Linked DNA regions of Sus scrofa: region 1 is linked to region 2. Evidence: chromatin contacts called from public Hi-C data. All regions are on one chromosome and are shown on one strand. The core of a region is the stretch at or near the end of the contact, and the rest is flanking DNA. Distances in the headings are between cores, read along the strand shown.

The links. A called contact is a pair of places that touch in the nucleus more often than the background predicts.
Region 1: a Hi-C map of embryonic fibroblasts shows a contact between it and region 2, with 2.1 times the contacts expected there. The contact joins two enhancer-like sites. A contact is called at or near these places in 8 of 47 Hi-C or Micro-C datasets (brain, embryonic fibroblasts, fetal heart ventricle and 3 more).

What each region holds. Positions count from the first base shown.
Region 1 is chr7:114,530,998-114,533,965 of Sscrofa11.1, forward strand. No RefSeq gene overlaps it. Among named protein-coding and RNA genes, the nearest start is that of ITPK1, 12 kb to the left of the region's middle. Within about 2 kb of position 1,319, at least 3 of the 83 cell types and tissues checked have an H3K27ac peak or open chromatin away from gene starts, as enhancers often do.
Region 2 is chr7:114,372,362-114,375,382 of Sscrofa11.1, forward strand. ITPK1 (inositol-tetrakisphosphate 1-kinase) reads right to left here. Exons shown (of 10, transcript NM_001143692.2): 8 at 268-335. Among named protein-coding and RNA genes, the nearest start is that of CHGA, 28 kb to the left of the region's middle. Within about 2 kb of position 1,495, at least 17 of the 83 cell types and tissues checked have an H3K27ac peak or open chromatin away from gene starts, as enhancers often do.

The DNA.
Region 1 (2,968 bases), core at 69-2,568, 160 kb after region 2:
GAGGTGGTGAGTTTTTGTGAACTGGCTAATTTCATAGGTTAATGAGTGGGAGGATTATTCCAACTATTTTGGGGAAGGGGCAAAGGGTTTCTGGGAATTGGGCCGCTGCCCACTTTTTTTTTTTTTTTTTTTTTTTTTTTTTTTGCTTTTTAGGGCTGCACCCGAGGCATATGGAGGTTCCCAGGCTAGAGGTCTAATCATAGCTGTAGCCGTCGGCCTACACCACAGCCACAGCAATGCCAGATCCGAGCCACATCTGCAACCTACACCACAGCTCAGGGCAACGCTGGATCCTTAACCCACTGAGTGAGGCCAGGGATTGAACCCACATCCTCATGAATACTAATCTGGTTTGTTATCACTGAGCAACAGGGGAACTCCCCACCGCCCACTTTTTGCCTTTTTATGGTCGGCCTCGGAAGGGTCCTGGCACCTGGGGGCGTGTCATTTCGAATGGGAATGTATTACAATGAGTGTATAATGAAGCTCAAGGTCCCTGGAAGTCAAATCATTCGCCATCTTGGACCTCGTTGGTTCTAATCAGCTTTTGTCATGTCCTCAAGGGCTAGGTCATTTGTTAAAAGGTCATGCCCTGCCCCCTGCCCTCCTGTTATGGAAGGAAAGATTCAGAGGAACAAGGTGGCACACGGAGTTTTGCAGTAATGTGCGCCCTTTGTACAGGCCAACCCACCGAGGCAGCGGGAGAAAGCCAGCAGCACCCAGCTCTGCCTGTGGCCTGAGCGGGACCAAGTTCCAAGGACTGCGAAGCCAGAGTCTCCTTGGGCCGTGCCAGCTCTCTGCTCACACCCTTACATTCATGCCCAAGCAGAAGTGGTGAAAAAAACAGTGACCAGGCCTGTGCCTGGGGATTTGTCTCCATGATAACCCCCTTCTGTGACAGCTGTTCTCCTTCCAAGGCCTGGGAAATGTCCTTTTCAAAGCCATCAATTCCCTCCATGCCAAACATTTAGCGACATTCCTTTAGTCCTCTGTGGCATGTAGACAACACAGCCATAGACTAACTATATTAAGAAATGCCATCCGCAGCCCACCCCTGGCAGCCCCATGAGCCCCAGTGACGTTCGCCCTCTGGGGTCATGGGGAAAGAGGCCCCTGGTGGCCTCTCGGGTCCTAAATTGCTTTTCCTGGCACAGTCCCACCCTCCGAGCCCAGCCAGACAGAGGACGGCAAAGGGACCTCACTTTACGAGAACTCGAGATTTAAAAAGGAAAAAAAGAAATAAGCTCACAACACATGGGCCTCAGAAGTGACTGCTTTCCCAGCCCCACCTTGGGCCTGGAACGCGACGTCATTCCATCGACAGCAGCATGTGTCAAGCCCCACGCTCAAGCCCATGTCAATGGCAGAAAGGGAAGCATACATGCCCAGCACGAGCTGTGGGCTGCTTTGGCTGGAAGGAGCACACGACCCCTTGGAATCTTGTTCAAGCGCCTGTTCTGATTCAGGGGGCCTATGACTGGGCCTGGCACACTGCATTCTGCCGGGAATGCAGATGCTGGTGGTCTGTGGGCCACTGTCAGCAGCAAGTCATTAGAAACTGTAATAAAAACGGAGTTCCTATCATGGCGCAGAGGAAACAAATCTGAGTAGGAACCATGAGGCCTTGCTCAGTGGGTTAAGGATCCAGCGTTGCGGTGAGCTGTGGTCTAGGTCACAGACACAGCTTGGACCTGGCATTGCTATGGCTGTGATGCAACAGCTCTGATGAGACCCCTAGTCTGGAAACCTCTACATGCTGCAGGTGCGATACTAAAAAAACAAGAGACAAAAAAAAAGGAGTTTCCGTCGTGGCGCAGTGGTTAACCAATCTGACTAGGAACCATGAGGTTGCAGGTTCGATCCCTGGCCTTGCTCAGTGGGTTAAGGATCCAGTGTTGCCGTGAGCTGTGGTGTAGGTCGCAGACACAGCTCGAATCCCGCGTTGCTGTGGCTCTGGCGTAGGCTGGTAGCTACACAGCTCTGATTAGACCCCTAGTCTGGGAACCTCCATATTCCGTGGGAGCGGCCCAAGAAATGGCAAAAAGACAAAAAAAAAAAGAAAAGAAAAGAAAAGAAAAAAGAGCAGACCCTAATAAAACACAAAACCAGTGGTTCCCTAGCTGCACAATGGAATCCCTGCAAAACTTTTAAAAACAAGTACCTCGGAGTTCCCATTGTGGCACAGCAGAAATGAATCTGACTAGTAACCATGAGGTTGAGGGTTTGATCCCTGGCCTCACTCAGTGGGTTAAGAATCCAGTGATGGGTGAGCTGTGGTGTAGGTTGCAGACCCCACTCGGATCTGATGTTGCTGTAGTGTAGGCTGGCAGCTGCAGCTCTGATTCAACCCCTAGCCTGGGAACATCCATATGCCACAGGGGCGGCCCTACAAAGCAAAAAAATAAATAAATAAAATAAAAAATGAAAGTACCTCTGGGAGTTCCCTTCATGACTCAGCAGAAACCAACCTGACTAGTAACCATGAGGATGCAGGTTTGATGCCTGGCCTCGCTCAGTGGGTTAAGGATCCGGCGTTGCTGTGAGCTGTGGTGTAGGTTGCAGACAAGACTTGGCTCTGGCATTGCTATGGCTGTGGTGTAGGCTGGTGGCTAGCTCTGATTTGACCCCTAACCTGGAAACTTCCATATGCCAAAATGCAGCCCTAAAAACCAAACCAAACCAAACCAAACAAAACAAAAAACTAATGCAAATATATGTATGACTGTGCCACTTTGCTATACAGCAGAAACTGGCACACAATGTAAATTAACTACAATTTAATTTTTTAAATGTTTAAAAAATAATAAAAATAAAATAACCAATAAGGACCTACTGTATAGCACAGGGAACTATACTCAGTATTTTATAATAACCTAAAAGGGGAAAGAATCTGAAAAAAAGGGAGTTCCCACATGACTCGTCAGGTTAAGGATCCTGTTGTCAGTGCAGCGGCTCAGGTTACTGCTGT
Region 2 (3,021 bases), core at 245-2,744:
ACACTGAGGCGGTGCCGTCTCACGCTCCTTTTTTAAAAAAATCAGGAAAAAGGCAGATCATCAAGCAGGTCTTCAAATTCCTCACGACCAGGGTTTGAACACCTTCCATCTGGAGTAGCCTAGCGGTGGGCGGCGGGGCAGGGACGGGCCAGCGGCACCAAGCGAGCAAGGAGGAGGGGGTTCCTGGAACCTCCCTGGGCCCCGACCTGGGGCGAAGGTCCTCCCACCTTGCACCACGGGACAGCCAGCTCGGCGGGAGGGACATACCGCGGTCAGGACCGACGACGACTCTGGCTTCGACACGTTGTGGCTGTTGAAGAAGATGGACTCACGGTCTGGAAGAGCACAGACAGGGAGAAGGAGCCCGAGTTAGAAGCTCGAGGCAGGGATGGCAATTCCACCCCCCGACACCAGGGGACAGCACCACCCCAGCCACGGCCACGGCGGCCTTTGGGCTCAGGGTCCAGCAGCAGCCGCCTGGGACCCCAGCAGGCCAGGCACCTCCACCCCAAGGAGACAGGACGCCGTCGCTGGACGCGTGCCCAGTTGGGGCTCCTGCCTCGCTTTTCCCGCCCGTGTAAATGAGTGGCTTGATGCGCCCAGCTCGGCCTCTGCTGCCGGCAGCGTCATCTCTGGGGTCCCCAGAACCGAAGGCCTCCTTCTCAGGGCGCATCAGAGGGTCTATGGACGTGACACCAGAAAAGGGGCTGAGGGGGTGGGAACTGCTGCGTAGGCGCGTATCAAAGGCCAGAGCAAAAGAGGTCCGCCCCGCCACTAATCCAGCATTCCCAACCCCTCCTGGTTCTGCCCACGGACGCCTTCGGGGTGGCACGTGAGTATTTTAAATACAAAGGGTTCTGCTGTTTCCCAACGATTTAGGGAAAAAACAGGAAATGAGAACGTGGGCTTCAGCAGGATTCATCCAAGAAAGGGTACGGAATAATCTGTCTGACTTGGGAAACTGGCACAGCCCCTTGAAACACCCTCCACCTCTTCCCACCCTGACTCCACTGCACCCCAGGCCCCCTCAGTCCCACGGGGGCACCCGGAGAGGCAGACCGGTCCCAAGATTATTGCGAGTGATGAGGAGTTGGTTTGTTTATTCATCCCCTGAGAGTAAAGGCAGGTCGGTCGGTCAGGAGCACGTTCTCCAGCGCGTGGACGTGTGGGCACACAAAGGCCGGAGTCACGAACCACGAGCCTCGGGGCTGAGATCTGGTGAAGGCGAGCATCACTCTCTGCCTCCCGCCCCCCCCCACCCCCAGGAATGGCACAGGGCACGAGCCCCCCAGGCTACAGTGCTCATCTCGGGGCCCTGGCCCCTAAACACAGGACAGGAAGGGCCCTGGCTGAGCGCCGCCGCCGCCGTGTGCCAGGGGCCAGGCCAAGGGGCACCTGCTCTGGCTGCCAATGCCCCCACCAGCTCTAGGATTATGGCGCCGCAACAATCATGCATGAGGAAGTGATTCGGGCGGAGGCCAAGCAGGCAGGCGCTGAGATGTACCTGGCGTCCTTCCCGCTAGCGGGGCACGCAGGCCCCTTGCCGCCCCGGTGTGCCCGACAGTCCTGCCGCTCCGACCAGAGCCAGTCCAGGCGGGGGGCACGAGAGACGGTCCTGGGGAGGAGCCTGGGGAAAATAAACACCCTGCAGGACGTGCGACAAGCAGCCCCTCCGATCTCTACTCCTGGGCAGACAGCCAAGAAGAGTGAGTCTTGCGACGGGGGGAGGCAGTGCCCCACAGGCCAGAGGCCGGAGCAGGGCTTGAGCAGCCGGGATGGGCGTCCTGGCTTTTGCAGGCACTGCCCACCTTCTTGCCCTGCAGCCTGGCCTGGTCCAGCCCCACTGAGCTCAGGGCACCTCCCATCCACCCTGTGGGTCCCCAAGGACAATGGCCAGGGTGGCAGAGCAGACTTGGGGAGAGGAAGGCCACCAGAACTGGCGGACACAGCCAAGCTCGGGGAGGCTGGGAAGCCTGCAAGAGCCCCAGGGAACACCATGGGTGCACAGCTCTGCCAGGAAGGGAAGGAACTGGGTGCTCAGAGGGGTGTCCCAGAGCCACTGAACTGCACAGACCGTGTCACCCAGCAGCTCTTCATGGCAATATCAAAAGAGCAGGCCACGTCAAAGGGGACTTGTCAGGACTAATGCTGACCTCGGCATTCTGGCCAGAGGACTGTTCAGCAGGCCTGGGGAGCTGCCCTTTGCTCAGACCCTCCTGGGGTGCAGAGAGAGCAGGGATGGAGGGTGTGGGAACGGCTTCCTGCCACCTGCTGAACCAGGAGACCATGAGACACCAAGACAGGACAGAAAGGGCCAGAGCGTCCCTTGGCACCAGCTCTGGGGGAGCTTCAAGACACCCACCAGCCCCCTAAAGATAAACCTGGCGAGGCTGTGCGCCTTGACCACAGGTGCACCCTGGATACGGGGGCCCGTCTAGTCTCTGTCCCCAGACAGTCCCGGGGGAAGAACCACCAAGAGTGCACTGCAGGAGGGGAGGGCAGCAAGGGAACAGGGTGCTTTCGCCCCCAGTTTACAGGTGAGAGAAAGTGGCTCAAAAGAAGGGTAAATGGCAAGTTTAGTCCCCGCGTATCCCCGAGAGCCGGTGCTGCAGCTGTGAGCTGTGGCCACTTTCCTGAGCTTTGTTGGCTTCATCCCGTGTCTCTCCCTGTGTCAGGGCGTTACAGACGGGGGCCCGGGTCTCCCTCCAGACCCCCTGCAAACATCAGCTCCCCAGGGGGACCAGCCCTGGTCACCCTGCCCGAGTGGCCCCCTCACCCAGCAGGGGTGTCCCAGGACCCACGGCTTCCTCTGGGGCCCCCCATCTGCACCAGAATTCGTTTTTCTATGACTTCCTCCCTGGTGGGCGGTTCCTCCCGCTAGACTCTGCGAACAGAGGGCAGGACACTCAGCTGACTGGCTGGTTCTCTGCTGCATCCCAGCCTCAGTGCAGGTGCATGGCAGGAAATACGGTACTGGTTACACCTGAGGGGCTCTGGTGTCACAAATACACCAGATCCCCA